3 separate regions of the Mus musculus genome follow, and regions 1 and 3 are each linked to region 2. Evidence: chromatin contacts called from public HiChIP or PLAC-seq and promoter capture Hi-C data. All regions are on one chromosome and are shown on one strand. The core of a region is the stretch at or near the end of the contact, and the rest is flanking DNA. Distances in the headings are between cores, read along the strand shown.

Region 1 (2,700 bases), core at 196-2,695, 300 kb before region 2:
TAAGTATACTATGTACTAAAAATGGGTGGTAATGATTTATTTCTTGCCAAGGGAATAGTAGTTTTTCTTATGTTAGTGTTTATACTTAGGGCTTTATGTATGCTAAGGCAAGGGCTCTGTCACTTCTATCCCTTTCTTTGCAGGATTTCAAAGTAGAAGATTCAAATTTTCTCTAGTATCTGTCCAAGGAGTAAATATTAGGAACATTTGATCTAGTTGACCTGATGGATATGACCTGGTGGATTAATATGGCAGATTTAGCACTTCTTGAGGAAGCTTGGTGAATTTACTTTCCTTCCTTCTCAAGAGCTGGATAATTGGGTCTCAGTAATATAAGTGGGTTGTTGGCTATTTCCCTAAAAAGAAAGAGATGGGGAAAGGGTCCTCCAGTTCTCCTTACCCCTCCTTTGTACTAGGAATTGAACCTAGGGCTAGTCAAGTGTTCTACTTGACTTAACTACAGTCTCAGCTCTCTCACCTTTCTGTTTTTATTAATTTATTTTGAGACGGAGTTCACTAAATTGCCCAGGCTGGTCTTGAACTTGTGTTCCTGTTGGAAAATCAGTGTTTCTGGGCCTTCTGCACTAAGTTAACTTCTAGTGGGGTATTCTTAGGTAATATTGATGTACTCCATTGGTTTAGTAGAGAGTAGTGAACAAGAAGTTATTCTTATGTGGGCTTGAGCTGAGGGGAAACACATTTAAAGATTAGTTTGTGAGCCTTAGCTTCTTCATTATTAAAATGAAGATTAGAATAGATGGGCTTTGAGATTATTTTAAATGGTAACTTTTTATGACTTTGAAGTAAATAATTAAAAAAAAATAAAAATTTTTATCTGGCTGATGTTTGCCTGTATGGATATTTGTGCACCACATGTGTACCTGTGGAGGCCAGAAGAGAGTGCCTTCTCTCCTGAAACTAGAGTTACATACTTTCGGCTGTGAGTAGCACCCGTGTGTGGTTGCTGGGAACTGAACCTGGTTCCTCTGCAAGCAGCAAGCTTTCCTAACTGCTGAGCTTTCTCTAGTCCCCAGAGTACTTTATGAATTAATTTCCGTTTCTTTTAGAATCAGTAGCAGGTGTGTAAGTTTGCAGTTTGAGAAAGCCATGTGCAGAGTACTTGGCTTGTGTAGATATCATTCTGGCCATTTGGCAGTGTTATCTATCTTGGTTGGGGGCAGGGGTAGTGAAGCTGTGGGTCCTAGCTTTGGCCATTAGGATAAGTGAGATGGGAGAAACTATGAGAACTGCAGGTGTTGAACCAATGGATCTTCTGGTTTGCACCACTGATGGTTTGATTCTGAAGAACAGGTGATAGGAAATAAAATGAAACAGGCTTGTATCCCCCCCCCAAGCCTATTTTGCAACATGATCCTTGGATCTCAGTATCTTTGCTTATGAAGGACATGATCTGCTCTGATGACCTGAGATATGGTGACTTGTGACTTATCAGTTGAGTATACAGAGTTCAAATGACTGGCCTTTCATTTCCATATTCAGTCTGAAGCCATTGTGCCCTGCACAGCTTCTGTGGTAAAGATGTAAAAATTCTAGGATCTTGTGGAACACATGTTTTAAAGGATATAAGTATTATAATTATTTCACTATAGTTGACTAAGTGTTGAATTCCTAACATGGTAAAGTTGTTCTTTCAGACACTCTAGCAGATAGGAGGTTAATATCCAACTTATTTGTATTCTTACTAGCACTGGAAGACCATGGATTAAAATACTTGAACTGTTCTCTCTCGCTGGGTTTAGTGCTTTGCTTTAGGTCAGACTAAATCACAGTGCCCCTAGGCTAATGCAGTTTGGTAGTGACTGAATCATAAGAAATGACTGAATCAAGGCATGCTAGATATTTAGCATATTAGAAGTTCAAAGAAGACATTGTACTGTGGTGTAAGGATCAACTTTCTGTTGGAAAGTAGCTTTCCCAAAACTCTAATTTTATAGTAGTAATCTATAAAGCTCAGGAAAATCATTACCATTTGAATGTCTTCCTGGGTTAGTGATTAATTTACTCTCTGCCTGATGTCTCAGCTATGGCCAGATGTGTGCTTTCAGACAAACAGGCAATTTGAGAGGTAGCTAGCTTATGTGTACTTTAATTTTGACCATGCAATCTTAGTTTATGTTCCATTATTTAAAAACAAATAGCCAGTTGTGGGAGACAGTAGTAAGGGTTAAGTGTTAGATTGGGATTGATTGACGCAATATGAAAATAAAAGAATAGATCACTGCGGAAGCTGATTGTTCTTAAATCATAACAATAAAGGACAACAGTGGAATGGAGACTGTGCCTAGGTACTGGGGCTTGGAACTTTTTAGGACAGAAAAGGGAATTTTGGGGGTGGAAGATTCCACATGCAGAGCTGATCACCTGCAGTTTCAAGGTTATAAATACCAGTGGAAATTGGTATGTTGATTTCTTATAATGAGTCCATGGATCCTAACATCTTGAAGATTATCAACTTTCCTGTCCAGAGTTTCTCAACTCTGGTTTTAGGTTATTAACCCTTATTAGATTCTTGTGCCAGTGGATACTGGTAGGTGGTTAGGTCATAATACAACTATTTACAACTTTAATTAGATGTGAATGGTACCGTATAGCTAAAATAGAGTCTGCCCTGAACATAAATTATAAACAGAAAGCTCTTGAGGTACTATTGAATGCAGTGTGTTATGCAGTTAGCCCAGG
Region 2 (2,779 bases), core at 233-2,732:
TATCGCTGCGTGCTTGCGGTCTGGAATGGGTGGAACAGGCTGGGTGTGCTCAGCCACTGCTGTTGCTCATGCTGTTCCAGGCCAGGATAAAAATAGCCCGTTTACCTTTGCCCACAGAAACCAAAGTCCTGCCTTGGGCGTTCACTCCACCCGGATTCACCCTACTGGGCCTGGGTGGCCAGCCATGATGTGGGGCGTCACCTATAGCCACAGCCTTCTATAGATCTCCAGTCTTCATTTTGTGGAGTTGGGATAGAGGGGGTGTCGAGAAATCCCGCTTTCATTGCCTCCCTCTCCCCCAAACACAGCTAGCATGGATCTTCTTGCTTCTCTGCCCTCACACCACCAACCTCTTAGTCAGCAACTATGGCTCCCAAACCTTTCTTCTCCAATCTAGGAAAAACTTGGGAATACTAGGTTCTTTTGGATACCTCCCACCCTCCCACCCTTCTACCCTCCTACCCGACTTCAGAACCTGGCTAGGCTGCTCTCTTCCTGAAGAAGAGGGCTGATCCAGATCTGCAAAGAGGAAAAGCTTAGGAGGTCAGCAGATAAGGGGTAGGGGCTGCTTCTTTATAGCATTATGGAATTAGCCCGTTAGTGGGCTCCCACATGGAAGTGCTGTGAGCTTCCTGTGAGCGGATGCACAGACATCTCCCAAGTCTCCTCTGGTCACGTAAGCTTATGGGCCCACCTCTGGGTGACAAGGACTTCCTTCAAGAACCTTGGGAAGGGATGCCACCATTTGTGCCCCCACTTTCTACCTATTTCCCACATTCTGCTCCTCAACCCCTTATGAGACAGCTAACATCATTCTTCCCCATTTCACAGGTGACAGTGATGGAGACAGCTAAGCAGCTCCTTCAAGGTCACGCGCTTAAGGAGCAGAACCAGAACCAAGTTTGTGCTCGGAGCAAAACACAGCAGCAGGTTCCCTCCCCACACACGTCCTTTTATTCAATTGGACTGGTTCACCATATCCTAGGATGAGCCATCCTTCCGGATCCCACGTAAAGAGTTCTGTCCTGGGTCGAGGAGAAAAACAGAACCAATCACGATCCTAACTCATGCCCAAATATCCACAGCTGGAACTCCCCAACTACATCCCCCGCTCCACCAGGACTTGAGTGTTTGACATTTTTTCTTAAACACCCCCATCCCCTTTTGAGACCGAATCAAAAGCGAAAGCTGATTCACACCCAAGCTAAGAAGTGTACGAATGTTTATTTCCTTTATTTTTGGAAAGAAAATCCGGTAGACTCCGCCGCTTTCAGCGGACCGGTTTTCCGGTGCTTTGGATCCTGCGTTCTTCAAGGATCCCCTCTGATAAGGCCCCAACTCGGCCGCGCCTACACAGCGGTAGGGTACCCCCCCTCGCTGGGCCCCGTGGCTCCGCCCCCGTCCTCCAGGCCCCGCCTTCTATCGCGTGAGGCCCCGCCCCGGCCCGCTGACTCTAGGGCGAGCGCGCGGCGGCGCTGGGCATTGTGGCCGGCGGCAGGGCGGGCGAGGGCGCGGAGCCGCGGGGAGCGGCAGGGCGCAGAGGGAAGCACACACCCCACTCGGACAGACTTCGCGGCGCGGCCGCTACGAGCGCCGCTGAGCGCACTCCACTGGGATCGCACAACTTCGGAGCAGGGCGCGGACGGCGCTCGCAGCGGGAGAGCGCGGAAAGGGCGCACCAGAGCCGGGATCCCCAGCGGCGTCCGACTCCCGGAGCGCTCCTAGTCGCCGGGCGGCCTCCCGGCGCTGCGCGGTTGCCTCTGCGCCTACGGAGGGCACGGGCTGGCGCTGCCGGGCGCCTGCGAGAACGGCGAGGCGGCGGCGAAGGCGAAGGCGGCGAGGCTGGGGACCGGGAAAGAACCCCGAGGGAGAGGCGCCCGGGCCGGGGGACAGGAGCATGAGGGCCCGGAGCGGGGTGCGGAGCGCGCTGCTGCTGGCGCTGCTGCTTTGCTGGGATCCGACACCGAGCCTAGCAGGTAGGTGCGAGAGGGAGTGGAACACAGGGATGCGGTCCTGGCGCGTCTCAGCGTCCAACTGCAAGTTCGGGTGGTTCTTGGCGGAGTCACTGCGCTCCGAGAACGCCGTGGACGCGTCCAAGTTAAAAGGCAGCTTCGGTGCTCGGGAGAGGGGGCGACGCGTGGCCACCTGGGGTGCCACGTAAGCTCGAAGCTCCCTGCTCCTGCCTCCAAGGGATAGTTGCTTCCCGTGGAATGGGGTCTGATTCACTTCCAAGTGACCCCTGACTATCACGGAAAAACTGTCACTGCCAGGGCCAGGTGTGTGTTCTCTGCGGTTCGCCTGCAACTTAGGTCTGAGTACAGGCTCCCGCGGGCTGCACGCGCAGCATTCTGAGGGTCGCGGACAGAGAGCAGGATACTGCGGAACCCTGGAAGCGCTTCTTCTCGGCCTTTGGGGAGCCGAGGCCCGAAGGCTTTAAGCTACTGAAGGGGGAGGGGCCGACTCCTGTACACCGTGATCTCCGGAGGTGCGGCGCGGGCGGGTATGAAAAGGTTTCGTGGTTGGTGGATTGTTTGGGGGTGAGTGTTGGCAGAGAGTGGAGGGGCGTAATGTATCTCCTTTCGACTTTGCCTATTTTCAATAGGTTATTGGTATTCTCAGTGTCCAGGTGAGCTCGCCTCTGCACTGCACCTGGACCCAGTAAAGATGCTCTTAAGAGGGTTTGGTGGACTCCTAAGTTTATAAAGTCCCCGATTCTCCTCTCATCGCGAAGATGGAAGTGTCTTGCTGGCTCTGTAGTAGCTCGGCTGGGCGTTGCAAA
Region 3 (2,735 bases), core at 162-2,661, 380 kb after region 2:
GGAGGGGCCAGGCTGCTGAAGGTGATTGACAGGTTCCTCTAGCTGTCAGGCTTCAGTGCTTCCTGCCACTGTTTATCTCCTTCATCTAAATATCAATCCTAAAACCAAAATAGGATGGGGTTCCGTGGTAGGACCCAGAGTTCTGAGTGGGGTGGGGCTGGGCTTGCAGGTGAGGAGGAAGTGAAGAAGGAGGCCACTGAGACTTCCAGTTTCTGGGCTGAGTTAGGGTATAAAGCCAGGGTCCCCCACCTCTACCCCTGAAGTGCACCAGCCTGGCTGATGATGGTTCTCAGAGAATCAGCCTTTCAGTGTATCTATTTTTACCAAACTGACCTATTGCTGCCAGGCTCTGCAGAGCTGCGTGCGCAGCTTCTGTCACAGGTGTCCCCAGAACCTACCAGCCTCAGGAGCTGCTGGCCACCAATCTCTGCCCCAGTGATTATTCATTTTATGTATGTGAGTACACTGTAGCTGTCATCAGACACACCAGAAGAGGGCATCAGATCCCATTACAGATGGTTGTGAGCTACCATGTGGTTGCTGGGAATTGAACTCAGGACCTCTGGAAGAGCAGTCAGTGCTCTTAACTGCTGAGCCATCTTCTCCAGCTCCTCTGCCCCAAAGTAAAAGGCAAAAGATACTCAGTAGCATCCCGGGTGATGGATCCCAGGAGTTGAGTGACTCTTGGGCACTTCATGTTTTCTATAACTATGGTTCAAACGACACAGGTCCAGGGAAGCTGGTATAGCTCACCAGGGCAGCTGAGCCATGGCTCTGATTCCACCTGTGTTGACCCCAAGCCCTGCACCCCGCTTCCTATTCAGTGTTGTTGTAGTTGCTTGAGTTCTGTAAAAGTAGGACCACCCACGGGTGACCTTGAGCGAGTACCTCACCAGGGACCTTGGTGTCCTTTTCTGGAAAACAGAAGGACTTGGCGGAGTGCTCTCTAAACCTCCCACACTGGCCTGGAATCACCTGTCCCCAGACGGTCCCCTCCTACACCTAGACTTTCAATCCGGAAGTCACCCTTCCGTAGGCTGGCCGATGATGGTTCTTGCTCAGGCCAATTGTACTAAGAACACCGGAGCAAAGAAAATGGATCCTGTGGGCAAAGGGACAGAGGATGGCTGTAAAATCGGCCAGGAGTGGAGCAAGTTCATAAACAATCACAAACCAAAGGCCTGTGCGAAGGGGCCCTGGGCTGGAGCTGGGAAGGTTCCCAGTCTGGGGGGAGGTGACTGGAGTCCCGGGCAAGGAGAGCAACCGGGGCCTCAGATGAATCCGTCTATACAGCAGCAGGAAGGACGGCTTGGGGTAAACTAAGAGGTGCGCGGGGTGTGTTTGGGAGATGTGGAGCTGGGGTGGGGCTCAGAGTTGACTGACCCAGCTGTGTAACTATGGGAGGCGTGGAAGCCATACTTCCTGCAAGCTCACCTCCCCAGTGGCTCAAAGTCCTTCTGGTGCTGACTTACCTAGTGATTGTCAGACTTTGGTATGTTTTGTTTTGTTTTGTTTTGTTTTGTTTTGTTTTGTTTTGTTTTGTTTTGTTTTGTTTTGTTTTAGAGGCAGGATCTCACTGTATAACCCTGGCTGGCCTAGAACTCACTATGTAGACCAGGCTGGCTTGAATTTATAATCTGTCTGCCTCTGCCTCCCGTTGGCTGGGTTGAAAAGCACATGCCCCACAGGGTCATTTAATTTCCTGATCCTGGGACATGCCCCAGTATTTTTCTATTCTATGCTACTACACATAATTTTTAAAAAATGTACTTGTGACCCATTAGAATCTAGGAGCCACCTTTTTTTTTTTTTTTTTTTTTTTTTTTTGCTTCCCTGGGCCTCATTGGATGAGGAAGAATTGGGGGAGGGGTAGACATTAAATCCAGGAGTGTCCAATCTACAGCCTGTGCGTTGCAAAAGCATGCATATGCTTCTGTTACATGAGATTAGATTACAACAAGGCATTTTCATCTATGAAATTTGTGCCTGTGAAACACATAATCAAATTACAGAGGGAAAAATTACACACACACACACACACACACACACACACACACACACACACACCTCTAAAGGGGCCACAAGATGGCTGTCACCTTGTATAACAGATCCAAAGTAGATCTCTGTTTACCCTCCTCACTGGCTTCCCAGCAGAACTCAGAATCAGAGCTTCAGCCTGCCAGCCATCTTCCCACCAGCCGAGAGCCCAGACTGGACAGAAGTCTTCTGTGAGCTCCCACTGTGTGTGCTAAGTCTTTACAACCTACAATTGGAAGATTCTAGTCTTGGACTGGCTGAATGATGAGGAACATTTTGCTCCGTAAGCCTCAATCCCCCTCTCTCAGCATCTGCAAAATGAGGATGCTGTTGGCTCTTCTGTCTTCTAGGCTGGGTTTAGAAGACTGGACGCCTCCAGTCTTTTAGGCTGTTCTGACAGCTAGGTGGGAAGGAGGTGGGGCAGGGGAAGAGAATGGGAAGCCAAAAGGTCATGAGTCTGAGGCAGAACTGTTTCTTGGCCCCTAACAGGTACAAGATGCTAATCCCCCAAAAACCCTGGGTTAAAAACCCAGAAGAGTAAAGGACCTGGAGATACAGATCTCTGCTGAGCTCAGATCTGGGGTGATACATTCTCCCAGCCATGAACTCTGACCTTAATTTTTCATGTCATGTGGGACTGTAAAATCGGTTAGGGCTCGGCAGGTGGAGTGATGGAGATGTCAGGCAGGCAATTGGGT

What was found. Promoter capture Hi-C pulls out the DNA fragments that hold promoters and counts their contacts. HiChIP or PLAC-seq counts read pairs in DNA pulled down with a chosen protein or histone mark.
Region 1: a promoter capture Hi-C map of liver shows a contact between it and region 2, with 2.1 times the contacts expected there. The contact joins the enhancer-like site here to the promoter of Unc5b in region 2. A contact is called at or near these places in 2 of 39 promoter capture datasets (cranial neural crest and liver), 1 of 15 datasets of contacts at CTCF or cohesin (the NIH/3T3 cell line), 1 of 484 Hi-C or Micro-C datasets (embryonic stem cells) and 10 of 115 datasets of contacts at active chromatin or transcription factors (bone marrow-derived macrophages, embryonic fibroblasts, embryonic stem cells and 5 more).
Region 3: an H3K4me3 HiChIP or PLAC-seq map of embryonic stem cells shows a contact between it and region 2, with 9 read pairs. The contact joins the enhancer-like site here to the promoter of Unc5b in region 2. A contact is called at or near these places in 3 of 39 promoter capture datasets (the HPC-7 cell line, hippocampal neurons and pre-B cells) and 3 of 115 datasets of contacts at active chromatin or transcription factors (bone marrow-derived macrophages and embryonic stem cells).

The regions. Positions count from the first base shown.
Region 1 is chr10:61,127,631-61,130,330 of GRCm38.p6, reverse strand. All of the region lies in intron 2 of Sgpl1 (sphingosine phosphate lyase 1), which reads left to right. Among named protein-coding and RNA genes, the nearest start is that of Sgpl1, 19 kb to the left of the region's middle. Within about 2 kb of position 1,445, at least 6 of the 459 cell types and tissues checked have an H3K27ac peak or open chromatin away from gene starts, as enhancers often do. A contact at or near this core is called in hepatocytes and liver, where this site is marked.
Region 2 is chr10:60,830,284-60,833,062 of GRCm38.p6, reverse strand. It overlaps Unc5b (unc-5 netrin receptor B), which reads left to right and starts at 1,482. Exons shown (of 17, transcript NM_029770.3): 1 at 1,482-1,976. The coding sequence starts at 1,898.
Region 3 is chr10:60,454,042-60,456,776 of GRCm38.p6, reverse strand. All of the region lies in intron 15 of Cdh23 (cadherin 23 (otocadherin)), which reads left to right. Among named protein-coding and RNA genes, the nearest start is that of Gm17455, 56 kb to the right of the region's middle. Within about 2 kb of position 1,411, at least 5 of the 459 cell types and tissues checked have an H3K27ac peak or open chromatin away from gene starts, as enhancers often do. A contact at or near this core is called in embryonic stem cells, where this site is marked.